3 separate regions of the Mus musculus genome follow, and regions 1 and 3 are each linked to region 2. The links are chromatin contacts, called in public HiChIP or PLAC-seq and promoter capture Hi-C maps. All regions are on one chromosome and are shown on one strand. The core of a region is the stretch at or near the end of the contact, and the rest is flanking DNA. Distances in the headings are between cores, read along the strand shown. Region 1 holds the start of Phlpp2 (PH domain and leucine rich repeat protein phosphatase 2). Region 2 holds the start of Tmem170 (transmembrane protein 170). Region 3 holds the start of Nudt7 (nudix (nucleoside diphosphate linked moiety X)-type motif 7).

Region 1 (4,650 bases), core at 434-2,933, 2.0 Mb after region 2:
GCAATTGGCCATTTCAACATGACCCAAAAAGGTTACAAGAAAAGTTTTTTTTTTTTTAAATTGACCATCCTCTGCATACCAAAAGCCATTTGATATCTCTCAAAACTATTTCCTCATAAGTTAGTCCTGCAGATCTCTTGCCTGTACTGAATCCACTCACAATTTACAGTTCGTTATTTGCTATCATTTTAAATATCTGGAAGACTTTGAGTAATTACACTTCGATTTATGCTTGAGTAAATTCCAGTGTAGGTAACAGTGTAGGTAACAGTTATGAAGTTAGTCTAAAGTAAACTATGCATTAACACTGGGAGGTGCCAGAAAATAAAATTTCAGTCTACTGAGTATTGGTTTTATGAATTCACTAAGTACAACAAATAAATTTTTCTGCTGCTTCCATCTTTGTGCTACTTTACTAATAATCTTAATAAAAGGAAATATTACTCAACAACAATCTCATTTAATTACTTAAGGTTTGCTTTTAACATTAAGTATCTTCGATGTTTGGCAGACTGGTTTCGAAACACATTAAATCTTAATTTTCTTCCCCTTCTTTGGCAAGTTTTAAATCCTGCCAATTGCTCTTCTAGAACTCTAGAGGAATTCCATTCCACTATTCCAGTTCGTTTATATACTGAACCTACAGAAAAAAATGTCTCTGCACTATTTCAGAGGTTAGTAGAGAACTCCACCCAGTTAGCCACCTTTTAGCCATCTCTGCTGACCTCACCTCAGCTCACCTTCTGCATTCTTCCTGCATAGAAACTTCTTGTCATCACTCACCTTCAAGGCTCCACTCCCCTTTCCCCTGCATCTGTTTTCCTATCCTCCTACTCCCCTGATTCTACCAAAAAGCCCCGCTTAGCTGCCTGTTGCATAACGGCTCCCCCACTGCCTTCTCCCCGGATTGTCAGCCAAGCAGGAGTGCCCCTTCGGGCTCTGCTCTCCCACCCCCGCCCCCCAAACCCTGCAACACGCCCAGCAGGTCCACAGGCAGCAGATCCTCCGGGACTGTCCCCCGAGCGGGAAGCGCGGGGTGTTGCGTCTTGGAGCCGAGAGCCGGTTCGGAACTCCCGCAGCCAGTCCCGAGGGCAGCGTGGCCGCTCCCGCCGGCGCAGCCCGCGCACACCGCGGCGCCTGGCCAATCGCCGCCGCCATCCTCCAGCTGGGGTGATGTCTTCAGGTGTCCGCCGAGTCCTGCGTACTCGCCGCCTGACTCCCGCCAGGCGCGGCCGGCCCTCGGAGCCCCCCGGAATCCGTCCCGGGGCCCCGGGCTAGGCCCAGCGAGGAGACTGAGGTCCCGGGGATGCGGGGAGGAAGGAAGGTGGGGGCAGCGGCTGCCCGAAGGCGTGGGCCTGCCGGGCGGCGGTCAGGGATGGACAGCGCCGGGGACCAGGGCGGCGGAGGCCAGGGCGGGGGCGCGGCCCGGAGGCCCCACAGCAGGCCCGCGGCGGCCCGGCCAAGTGCAAGCGGCCCAGGGACGCAGGGCGGGGGGCGCCCGCCGCCTCGGGCAGCTTAGCGAAGGCGGCCACAGCCCTCTTGCTTCCTCCCTCTCCCTGCCGTCTCACCTTTAGGACCCGAATCCCTCCGGGCCGGCGAGGCGCCGCCGCTTCAGGTGGCTCCGGGGGCTCCAGCGGGCCCGCGGGCACGGGCTCCACCTCCCCCATTGGCGGCCAAGGATTTACAGAGACGCCCGGCCCGGCGCGACAGCGCGAGCCTCGGAGGCGCGCGCGAGCAGCGGGAGGCCTCGCCCCTCCGCCTAGACCCCGCCCCTAACCAAGACGCTCCGCCCCCTTCGGTCCCTCCCCGACCCGCTGGACCTGCGTAGTCGTCAGCCTGGCGAGGCCGGAGTAGAATTGTGGGAGGCTGGCGCCACTGCAGGCGGAGTAAGCCTCTGCTGCGCTCCACCCTGAGCTCCTAGGACCAGGGCGCAGGGAGAGCAATTTGGTACTTTCTGGATCCTCCAAGAAGCGGCCAGAGGAAGTGACAGGTAAGGCCTGCACCTGTTAAAATAGACAAGATACAACCCTCCACCATGGGCGGCGCTGGAATTCTCCATCCAAGACGCTTCCTGCTCCCAAATGTGTCTTGTCCCCTGGCACCCACTGGGGGTGAAAGAACTGTTGCTTATACTCACCTCTTAGGGATAGCTGGCGACCTTCTTCATCAAACCACCTCAAGTACACTAAGCTTTCCAGGCACAGTTCAGTGTCCTTTTCCTGTAATCAAAGTATCAGATTTCCTTTCTCGTCCTCAACCACTCAACCAGTAACATGGTGTGTAAGCCCGCTTTCTATTTTGCAAGTCTTAATTCACCTATTTTAAAAGCTGACTCTTTTTGTTCCTGGAGTGAAAGATAGTTTTGTGGTTAGTGGGCCAAATTATAAGTCTGCCTAATTCCAATTCCAAATCTCAATTGTACTCTTTTTTTTTTTTTTTTCTTTTGGTTTTTCGAGACAGGGTTTCTCTATGTAGCCTTGGCTGTCCGGGAACTCACTTTGTAGACCAGGCTGGCCTCGAATTCAGAAATCCGCCTGCCTCTGCCTCCCAAGTGCTGGGATTAAAGGCGTGGGTCACCACACCCCGTTAATTATACTCATTATTAGATCTATACATTCTATACATGTACAAATTACTTGATCTAATTCTTTCGGATTTTTTTTTTTTTTGAGACAGAAAATTACACATAGCCCAGGCAGACCCGAACTCACTATATAGCCAAAGCTGGCCCTGAACTTTTAGAGTCTCCTGTCTCCACCTCCCCAGTGCAGATGTGCACCACTATGCCCAGCTTCAGGTGGGTCTTCCGTGTTGTTATGGGTATTAAGTCTATGCAACACAACACGTGTATGACTGATGATAGAGGCCAGAAGACAGTGTCGGATCCTCTGGACCTGGAGTTATAGATGGTTGTAAATTGACAGGTGAACTCTGGGAGTTGACCCTGGGTTCTCTGGAAGAGCAGCCAGTGCTCTGAACCACTAAGCCATCTCTCTAGACCCTTGCGTTGGTTCTTAAGGAGTGAATGAACTAGATTAACATCTGCCTGGCCATTATCAAGGTGGATTGGACAGAACAAAGAGCCTAACTCATATTAAAGATTCATAGTAGCCACTGTAATTCTGAAATTCTAGGTTTCCCAAAAGGTGATTAGCATTAAACTGCTCCTACATTTTGTAAGAAGCCTTCTAGATCTCTTCATTTTTAGGGCTTCCTCTCTTATGTATGTGTTGAATATTCAGCCAACTTGTAAGGGATTAAAAAGCAAAACAACTTCTAAGATAACCGGGCAAAGGGTCACTTATTACCCATTGCTTCAGTTTGGCCTGTGCAACTACTTGTCTGGAGTATTTTAACTGTAGGCTTAAAAGCAACAGCATTCGAGATAGACCTGGCCCGCCCTGTCTTAAGATGTTTTGTTCAATTTGGAGCTAATTGACATGTCAAGATAAAACTTTGCGGGCTGGCTAGATGGCTCAGCAGTTAAGAGCACTGACTGCTCTTCCGAAGATCCTGAGTTCAAATCCCAGCAACCACATGGTGGCTCACAACCACCCATAATGAGATCTGACATCCTTTTCTGGTGTGTCTGAAGTCAACTACAGTGTACTGACATATATCAATATATAAATCTAAAAAAAGAAAAAGAAAGATAAAACTTTGCTTCAAAGATTCTGCCTCATACAAATCATTTCTTCTATAAAAGGCGTTTTTTTTGCCTTCCTCTACCACAGTCCCAATCTTCCTTTCTTTGTTTTCTTTTACTACAGTAAGCATGGTTTCTCTCTGTGAAGTTTAATAAAAGGTGAAAGAAAAGCTACATCCCAGGGTTTTCTTTCTACTTTGAAATTATTTCAGATACCTACCTGATTTAGTTGGATTTCTAACCCTGGTTGATTTCACAGCAAACACACTGGTTTTTTGTTTTGGTTTTTTGTTTTGAATGGACCAGGCACCAACATGAAGACAGAAGTAGATAGCCAAGGGCAGGGAAATAGTTGGAGATGGTTTCCAAAAGCCACTTTCTTGAGGTACTACAGATTACCTTTTACAGATCGCATGTGACTTAATCACTTTGGTGTCCCAAGTCCAGCAATGAGTTCATTCTAGGGAACAGCAATGTTTTATAGATGGTTATCTTTTTCCTTATCTGGATAGTAGCCTACACCATCAATTTAAAATGAATCCATATGCTAGAAGCTAAGATTTACTACTTCAAACTGGCAACACCACTTATTAAAAAAAAAAAAAAAAATAGCCCAAGAGCACTGGCTCGGAAGGTCTCAGAGAATCAGTTTTTTCTAAGCAGCTACCTTTAAAGGTCCCCACTACTTCAGATCCAGTTAATCAGCAATAATCAGCTGATGTCTCCTTTTCAGATTATGGACTGCCATTAACATAGCACACTGTCACAAAGGTCACAATTGGTGCTCTCCCCCAGGTCAAGGCAACATGTATGCCAAGTGTTATGTAACCATCATTTCTGGAAATGGTGAACAGCTGAGACTAACCCTAAAAATAAATTCCTCTGGGATTTATGTATGTGTGTGGGGTGTGTGTGTGTATACACAAAACCATCTGCCATCACTGCAGGCTCCTCACTACCCATCATACTAAGGCAAAGAGGCATTAGCATCCCTCCTCTCCTTC
Region 2 (4,765 bases), core at 1,208-3,707:
CCTCTTCTGGAGGGTCTGAAGACAGCTACAGTGTACTTACATGTAATAAATAAATAAATAAATAAATCTTTAAAAAAAAAAAAAGAAGCCAGACATAATTTGCACAGAAAGTTGCAAGCCAGCCAAGAGAACGCAGCAAGACTTCATCACAAACCAAACCAAAAAGGTAATAGAAATTGTGGGAGTTTATTCCAAAGGAGAAATGAGAAGATTGGATGACCAGAAAAGGCAAATACTCAAAAGTCTCAAAGTACATTTTCCCTACAAAATATCGATGCTTTGCTTTCTAGGTCCTTCCATTTGGCTGTCAAACCACCAAATTTTCATGTCTATATAGGCAATCTACAGATTCTCCCTGGAAGGCTTCTTAGGGACCTTTGTGAAGTGCTGGGGATCAAACCCAGAGCTGCAGGCATATGAGGCAAGGCGTCTCTCAGAGCTATAACCAACCCAACTTTAACTTCTTTCCTTTGGGAGGGAGGTGAACATCTGGGCATTAATGGATATAGCACACTTATGGGAAAGGGCTGTTGGCATTGTTCATGCTATCCTGTAAAAGCAAAAATCCTACAAAATCTAAAATGCTGACAAGATGTCTAAATATACTGAAAAACAGTTGCTGTAAAAGGTTTTAAAGTTATTGATTTATTATATATGTGTATTAGTCTGGATTCTGCAGAGGGAGAGAACTTAAATATTTATATTTATTAATGAATATGTTAAATTATTTATTGAATGTATCATATATATATATATATGTATATATATGATTTATAGAGTGGCTTACAGGAAGTGGTCCAGCTAATCCAGCAATGGCTGTCTACTAATGGAAGGCCCAGAGTCCAGGAGTTGTTCAGTCCATGGGGCTGGATGACCCCGCTGGTCTTTCAGTATACACTGGAATCTCTAAATAGGTTCTAATGCCAGTGTCTTAGTTTGGGTTTTACTACTGTGAGGAGACACCATGACCGAAGCAACTCTTATAAAGGCAAACATTTCATTGGGGCTGGCTTACAGTTTCAGAGGTTCAGTCCATTATCATCATGACAGGAAGCAGGGCAGCAGGCATGCTGGAGAGGGAGCTGAGAGAATCTCAGCAGGAGAAACTGTCTCCTCCGCACTGGGGTGGAGCTTAAACACTAGGAGACCTCAATGCCTGCCTACCCAGTGGCACACTTCCTCTAGCAAGGCCACACCTCCTAATACGTGCCACACTTCGCATGGGCTAAGCATATTCAAACCGGTAGATGGCGTGGTTCAGATCAAAGGTGGATTTTCCACCTCAAAGATCCAGATTATAGGTATTGCTACTTTAAATCCCTCACAGGTTTCGCCAGCCATTGCGGTTTTAGTTCATTCCAGGCGTCGTCAAGTTTACAACCAGGGAGAGCCATGGCCATATGTGTGTGGGAACCTGTGCAGGTCAAAGGACAACTTGCAGTTATGGGTTCTCTTTTACCACGTGGGCTCCTGAGATGGAACTCAGGTCACAGCTCCTAAAAGTTTCAACTTCTGTGACTTAGAGAATTTCTGGTCCTTTTTTTCTTTTTGGTTTTTCGAGACAGGGTTTCTCTGTATAGCCCTGGCTGTCCTGGAACTCACTTTGTAGACCAGGCTGGCTTCGAACTCAGAAATCCGCCTGCCTCTGTTTTGGTCCATTTAAAAAGTCTTATTTTTGCTTGTTGGTTGTTCGGAAGTTGAACCTACAGTCTTTTGTTTTGTCTTGTATTTGCTTTGGTTTTGGTTTTGACAGAGTTTCTCTATGTAGCTCTGGCTGTCCTGGAGCTTATTCAGTAGAGCAGGCTGGCCTCGAACTCAGAAAGCTGCCTGCCTCTACCTCTTGAGTGCTGAGTTTAAAGGCACGTATCACCACCGCCCAGCGAACCTATAGACTTTGACAGGCTAAGCAACTGGGGTTGGAATCTAGGGATGTGCAGCTAGGCTGGTTCTCTGTCAATACATATTCAGTCCTACAGAGAAATTTGAGTAGGCTAGTGGTCACTTAATTTTTATTTTTGGTGATGTATCCTTGTATACTATTTTAAAATGTATGTGAGTCTATGTGTATGTGAAGGTAAAAAGACAACCATGGGAGTTGGTTCTCACCTTTCACCATATGAGTCCTAGGGATGGAAGGCAAATCCTTCATGCTTGGAGGCAAACACCTCGCCTCTACCCGCTGAGCAATCTCACCGGACTTGTCCTACTTAAAGGTGGCACTAAAGAGGGCAGAGCCCAACACACCCAGATGGAGCAGAAGAAACTTGCCACTAGGGGCGCAGCATGCCGTGGGTTTCTCTAATCGAACGCAGCGCCAGGGGGCGGGAACAACCGTTACCCCGCCCCCTCCATCTGCGGCGCCCTGTGATTGGAAGGAGAAACGATTACTCTAGCAGCGCCGTTGGAGTGGGCGGGAGAAGAGGGCCGGCCAAAGGTGACGCCGTGGCTGCGGAGGTGCGGTACTCCGCGGCGCGGCGGGCGGTGGATGGCGGCGGGATGGAGCGCGAGGGGAGCGGCGGTGGCGGCGGCTCAGCCGGGCTCCTGCAGCAGATCCTCAGCCTGAAGCTCGTGCCGCGGGTGGGCAACGGGACCCTGTGCCCCAACTCCACTTCGCTCTGCTCCTTCCCAGGTACGCCCCGCCCCGCGCCTGCGCACTGCGCACCTGTCGCCTGCCTCCCAGGGCGAGGCCGAGGCAGCCCTGGAATCGCACTTGGGGCGACGGCTGTCCAGTCCTAGTGACTGCTAGTATCCTTCCTCTGAGAGCCTGTGTGCTGACGCTGTCCTCTGACTCTGTCCTACACCCACTTTCCCACCAGCCTGCTCAGACCTGTTGCGGATTCCCCCACCCGCACCTAGAAGAACTTAAGACAGAACTTCTAAATTGCTCTTAGCTCTTACCCGGGCTTCGCCGCCTTCTGCCAGGAGGGCTTTTAAAGTTACATTTACATTGTAGAACTGCTACAATTCAGAAAGTTGTGGAGAAGAGAATGATCCCCTGAGGTTATTAATAAAGGCCCTCAGGGGAGGGCATGATTGCTTTGGGTTTTTGAAGGCAAGACGACAGAGGCGGGGGTGGGGTGGGGTGTGGGGGGGTAGGGGTATTAGGACACTGCCGCAAAGAGAAACTAACCCAGTGACGTTGTAAAAGAGGATGACGGGTGGGATTGCTGACTGCAACCTTCGACCAGACACCTGTGAGTCTCATCTACTGGGCAGCGACTGCCAGGCGCCTCTCGGTGGACACCTGGGACCTGCCTGTGTAGTAGCTGACAAGGTGGCTGCCTTTTTGTTTTGTGGCAGCTGAAGATGTTAGCTTGTGATCCTGCCCACAAGAAAAGAGTCTGGGAGTTCAGATTGTTTCCAGAAGTACTAGTGTCCCACCTGACAGTGATTACAAATAAATACATATATAAATAAACAAACAAATCTGAAAGTGATTACAAATAAGTAAACACACAGACACACAGCATTCTGGCGACCTTCTCCAAAAGATGAAGGGTTCTTTCTTTCCTAGGATTCAGTGAGTCTGTTCTAACTCATTTTCTTACTTCTCTCCCAACTATTAAGGAGATTTCCAAACCTGAGAAGGCGAAACAGAGAATAACAAGTACCCATATGCTTAGTTCGGGTGGTAAAAGTCACATGTCTACTTAAAAGCTGAGGCTCATTAGGCACTTGTGAGACCATCATAGGTGGGGTTAGGTAGGCCTAGATGGTAGGCTAGATTATGGGGCCACAGTTGTATATTTGGCTGGTGTTGATGGATGTCTCATGCAAAGCAGGACTATTCTGGTTTTACAGCCTTGGTCACATCAATGTGCATGTGTGTACACATCACAATTTAACTTCCTGCACTGCGGAAGACGAGACATTAGGATTCTTGAGCTCAAAACTTCTGAACCAGGGATGTGTGTCCTGTCACTGTCACGGTGCCCCCAAGTCAGATCACTTCTAAAATCCATAACACGGATAAAGGGATGTTATTTAAATAGGCCTTATTTAAATTTTTCTCTAGTCAACCAAATAGCTTTTTTCTTAAAAACAAAAAATTGCCGGGCATCGTGGCGCTCGCCTTTAATCCCAGCACTCAGGAGGCAGAGGCAGGCAGATCTCTGAGTTCGAGGCCAGCCTGGTCTCCAAAGTGAGTGCCAGGACAGCCAGAGCTACACAGAGAAACCTTGTCTCAAAAAAAGAAAAAAGAAAAAAAATTTTAAATATATGCATGTGTTTGGGTGTGTGGATGTGAGTACAGGTGCCCACCCAGGCCAGAGGCCGGGAGTTACAGGTGGCTGGGCTATCTGACCTGGTTGCTGGAAATAGAACTCAGGTCCTCTGAAAGAGCAGCAACCACTCTATCTCTGAACTGTTTCTTCTTTGTGATTCTTTTTTTTTTTTTTCATTTTGTTTCTGTTTTTATTTGGTGAGAGAAAGAGTTGTTTTACCAAGAAGGAAAAAAGGCAGATGGCCTGTGAGCTGAGAAAAGGGAGCCGGTCAGAAGCCTTACTGAAGTCCAGATGCTAATCAAGAGTCAGACATGAGCCATAATGCGTCAGCGCTCAGGGCTCACTGGGAACTGAACTCAGATCCTCTGGAAGAGCAGCAGCCGCTCCCAACTGCTGAGCCATCTCTCCAGACTCTCCTGAAAATGCTAATCCGCATGATGTATTTGGGTTTTATTCCTGCTATGGCTGTGACAAGGGTACCATTTACCAGGACTCATTCCTTCATCGGGTCACCCTTCTAGCCGATGTGGGCTCCTGACTGG
Region 3 (4,420 bases), core at 250-2,749, 2.3 Mb before region 2:
GTGTCTTTGAAGGAAGAGGCTATAGACATAGATGTACACACACACACACACACACACACACACACACACACACACACACACACAGAGAGACAGACAGACAGACAGACAGATGGGAATGGGGACCCAAAATCTGCTGCTATAAGCCAAGGATGATCGAAAGTTACCAGAAGCTGGAAGGGGCAATGGAACATCCCCAGAGACTTCTGATTGTGTGCCTGCTAATACCTTGATTATGGACTTCAGACCTGATTATGGGTCCTTCAGACCCAAGAGAGGCTAATTGCTATTCCTCAAGTCATCCAGTTGGTAGGACTTTGTCACAGTGGCTGTAGAAAGTGTAACATTAGTTCTCACTATTCCGCAGTATGACTGTGCAAAACCAGATGTTTAGGTCAGCCAGAACTCATTCCATCTCAAAAGCTGGGTGGAGCCGGGTGCGGTAACTAGCTCACACCTGCAACCTCCTAGTGCTTGGAGAAGCTGAGGCAGAACGACTACCGAAAGTTTGAGATCAGCCTGGGCTACCCATCATCTCCTGGAGCCTCGAGAAGTCCTCATCTGTAACTTGCTCGAGGGTAGCCGTGCAGGTAAAGTGGCCAGTTCATGAACAAGGTGGCCCTGAGCTGTGAGTGTTAATCACTAGCGCATCCTTAACAAGCCTTTGGTTAGAGGGGTTTGCTTATTCTCAAACACCGCCCCCCCCCCCCACAAGCCCCATCCCATCCATGTGACAGAGAGCTGGCTGCAAACCAATCAAATGTCCTGGAAAGGGCCAATGAAAGCTGGCACACAGTACAGCTGATACTCACAGGCCTCTGTCCAGAAAAGACAATTAGCCAGCCAAAGAGGAAGAAGGCTTTTAAACAACCCCTAGAACTGCCCAGAGGCAGCAGGAAAATAAAAGTCTAATTGTGTCGAGACAATACCATCAAAATAGGAGCAGGGCTGGCCCATTCTGTGTTGAGTTCTCAGAACAGCCTTGTAGTACTGAGGCCAGGCTGGGAGCAGCAATGCCTTGAGCAAGAACCTCGGTTATGGGTGGAAGAAGCCACCCAGGAACTTGAACTCTGTTTGGCTGATGCATAACTGTCTGGCCATGTTGGGGTTCTGAGGTTCCGCTGTGGGGGTTCCTGAAGAGTGACTCGGATTGGCAAAAGGGAAACGCTGTGACCCTGGGAGATGAGGACACGCCTGCGCGTGTGTGAATCTTGTTAGGTGAAAACCCCAACTCTGTCCCCAGGAGCAGAAGAGCAAAGTTCCGGCTGGAGGGGAGCCCTGAGGAGCCTGAACTGCAGGGTGGATAGATAGGGCCTGTGCAATGATCAGAGCCCGGCTTGGTCAGGCTCCGGTGCTTGGAGCCGGAGAGCTTTACCTGACAGGCTCCGGGAGTCCACAAGGTCGCGACATCAGCCCTGCAGTACTTCCTCTTACTAGCAGCAGGAGACTTCGGGAAGCAAATAGTTCTGACGCGCATGCGCTTAGTAGCCCCAGCTAGGAATGAGGGCGGGGACTTTTCAGGGAGGAGAGGCTGAGGGCGGGGCCCTTCAAAGACGCCCGAAGTGCTAGGGGCGGGGCCTATAGGTAGGGCGTGTTCGGGGCGGAGTTAGGTCCGAAGGTGGTGCTGACCGGATTTAAAGTGTTGAATACACTAAAAAAAAAAAAAAAAAAAAAAGATTGCTGTCTAGTAGCGTGGGCTTCTTCAAAACCATGGAGCATGTGAGAAAATTTGCAATAAGCAGTTGTAAAAAGTACTTAATTTTAAAAAATTAAAAATTAATTACGCTTGCCGGGCATGGTGGTACATGCCTTTAATCCCAGCACTTGGGAGGTAGGGGCAGGCAGATTACTCTTGAGTTCCAGGGCAGCCTGGTCTACAAAGTGAGTTCTGGGACAGCCAGGACTGTTACATAGAGAAACACCGTGTCTTGAAAAACCAAACAAAAACGAAAACCAAAAACCAAAAACAAAACATTTTATTTACTAGTGTGTGTGTGTGTGTGTGTGTGTGTGTGCGCGCGTGTGTGTGTGTGTGTGTGTGTGTGTGTGTGTGTGCGCGCGCGTGTGTGCGTGCGTGTGTGTGTGTGTGTGTGTGTGTGTGTGTGTGTGTGTGTGTGTGCTACAGAATATGTATGAAGATCAGAGGACAACTTTCAGGAGCCAGTTCTCTCCTTCCACCCTGTGAGTTCCAGGAATGAAACTCAGGTAGGTAGGCTCAGAGGCTGGGAGGGGAAAAGGAGGCTGGGTGGAGAGTTGGGGGCTTGGAAAACCAGGCCGAGCTCCTCACTCCTGGCCAAAAGAGAGTGTCTAACATGTAGCTCTCCACACCTCCACCCCCACCCCAGTATCAATGTCTCCAGTGTCCTGCTGCAATGCAGACTGCCCAGAAGCACACACCTACTAAGTCCCAGGAGGGTGGCAGGTCCCCAGTGTAGGTAGATGCTGCTGTCTGACACCTGCACCTGTTTTCAGGGATGAACTGCCTAGCAATGGGAGAGCTCCATCACCTCACACAGAGCTGAGAGAGAGTGTGAGCTGAGCGGGGAGGCTGGCCGGAACTGAGACTGGGGGGGGGGGGGGAGAGGGGAGCAAGGCAGGCTTCTCCAAAGACTGGCATAGTGTCTGACACACAAACTTAATGATGGGCTTTACAATTCATATATCCTTCCCTAATGTCACACATGAGTACAATGTATCTATTGTAAGTGATTACAATAACACCCACCTTCCATACCCCTCCATTTTCCTCCCAGAACCCCCAACCACATCTGCCTCCCCAATTCATGTCTTCTACTTCTTTTTTATTTTTCTTTTCTTCTCTTAAAATTCAAAGAAATTGAATGTAAAATTAAGTAATATATAAGAATGAGTCAAAAACTGAATTCATCCCTACATCAGTATAGTAAAAAAATATAATTCATTGTATATTATATTATTTTTTTAATGAAAGAATAATTCCATAAAAACAAGAGTACTCAGAACTCATGAGAATCCCATTATAGCTAAGGGAACAGTTGTACCACAGTTCCCGAGATTTTACATTTATTTTTATTTATGTATATAGGTATGTCTGTTTGTATGCATGCTAGAATTATAGACATATAAGCAGCCTGATGTGCATTCTGGGAACTGAACTCTGGTCCTCCGAAAGAACAATATATTGTGCTTTTAACTGCTGATCGAACTCTCCAACCCCATTCCCAAGACTTTTAAAAAGTACTAAACCTGGCGACATGAGGGCCTTTAATCTCGCACTTGGAAGGCAGAGGCAGGTGGATCTCTGTAAGTTCAAGGCCAGCCTGGTTTACAGAATGAGTTCTAAGACAGCTGAGGATGTTATACAGAGAAAGCCTGTTTTGAAATCACTAACCCAGCACCTGTGGTTTATCGCGTTATCTGAGCAGTGTAATACCAGGAACAGCTGGGAAGGGTCCAAACCAAGAACACAATGGTATCCTAATAATACTGATCGTCACACTCCATCTACGTCAGTCTCAATCCTCAGAGCAGGGTGCTGGGGAGATGGCTTGGTGGTTGAAACTCTTGCTTGTAAGGATCCTCAGAATCCACAGGAATGCCAGGTAGGCATATTGGTTTACCTATAATTCCAACCTGGGAGAGTAAAGACAGGGTATTCCCAGACAACTAGCAAGTCAGGCCATATCACTTAGCTCTGGGTTTGATTAAGTTACCTTTGCATCAACCTCAGGGCACCAAATGCACCTGCACGTATGTACTCACACTGACACACATAAACGTACAACACACACACACACACACACATACACACACACACACACACACACACGTGTATGCGTGAACATGTAAAAGTGAGAAAAAAATTCCTCAGAGCAACAATGAACAGGGTTATTTCTACAATGATGGTATTGCTCTTTCTTGATTAGAAAATAAAAATATCCAGCTTGAGGTCGTAGGGCTTTGGTTTGAGGCTGCATCATTCTGACCTTTGAGCCCGTGTATTTCAACACACCCTAGAAAAGCAAATGGCCTGTGAATTAGGTGTGTCTGACCATGAGGAAGAAATAAATGACTCCTTATGCAATATCCGTGACATAGCTGCTTGTGAGAAGTATGGGGCTATGGTTGAGACACGGAGCCTTGGCCTTCAGGCCTCTCAGTCTTGAGGAATGACTGCAAACACAACCTACATCTCGAGTCATTTACTACGTGAGTTGGAAGGGGTGATGACCGTGGTTCAGGGAGTTGAATTAAAGGCTGGGAATTCCGTCTGAGAAGCCTCTTTTCTTCAGACTTCTATTGACTGACTCTTTGCTCTTAAAGATGCTCAAGTTGAGACTTAAAGGTTTCAGGTGTTGTCACACCTGCCACGTAATAAATTATTTCTCTGCTGTTGAAATGAGTCAGTTCAAGCTAGATTGGAATATATATATATATAGGCAGG

The links. Promoter capture Hi-C pulls out the DNA fragments that hold promoters and counts their contacts. HiChIP or PLAC-seq counts read pairs in DNA pulled down with a chosen protein or histone mark.
Region 1: an H3K27ac HiChIP or PLAC-seq map of microglia shows a contact between it and region 2, with 7 times the contacts expected there. The contact joins the promoter of Phlpp2 here to the promoter of Tmem170 in region 2. A contact is called at or near these places in 1 of 39 promoter capture datasets (pre-B cells) and 1 of 115 datasets of contacts at active chromatin or transcription factors (microglia).
Region 3: a promoter capture Hi-C map of pre-B cells shows a contact between it and region 2, with 5 times the contacts expected there. The contact joins the promoter of Nudt7 here to the promoter of Tmem170 in region 2. A contact is called at or near these places in 1 of 39 promoter capture datasets (pre-B cells), 1 of 484 Hi-C or Micro-C datasets (CD4 T cells) and 1 of 9 other capture datasets (liver).

What each region holds. Positions count from the first base shown.
Region 1 is chr8:109,865,636-109,870,285 of GRCm38.p6, reverse strand. Phlpp2 (PH domain and leucine rich repeat protein phosphatase 2) reads right to left here and starts at 1,683. Exons shown (of 19, transcript NM_001122594.2): 1 at 1,569-1,683. The coding sequence starts at 1,667. It overlaps Gm17344 (a long non-coding RNA gene), which reads left to right and starts at 1,756. Exons shown (of 4, transcript XR_003947453.1): 1 at 1,756-1,990.
Region 2 is chr8:111,874,367-111,879,131 of GRCm38.p6, reverse strand. Tmem170 (transmembrane protein 170) reads left to right here and starts at 2,457. Exons shown (of 3, transcript NM_025781.2): 1 at 2,457-2,629. The coding sequence starts at 2,497.
Region 3 is chr8:114,130,653-114,135,072 of GRCm38.p6, reverse strand. Nudt7 (nudix (nucleoside diphosphate linked moiety X)-type motif 7) reads right to left here and starts at 1,499. Exons shown (of 4, transcript NM_024437.4): 1 at 1,373-1,499. The coding sequence starts at 1,407.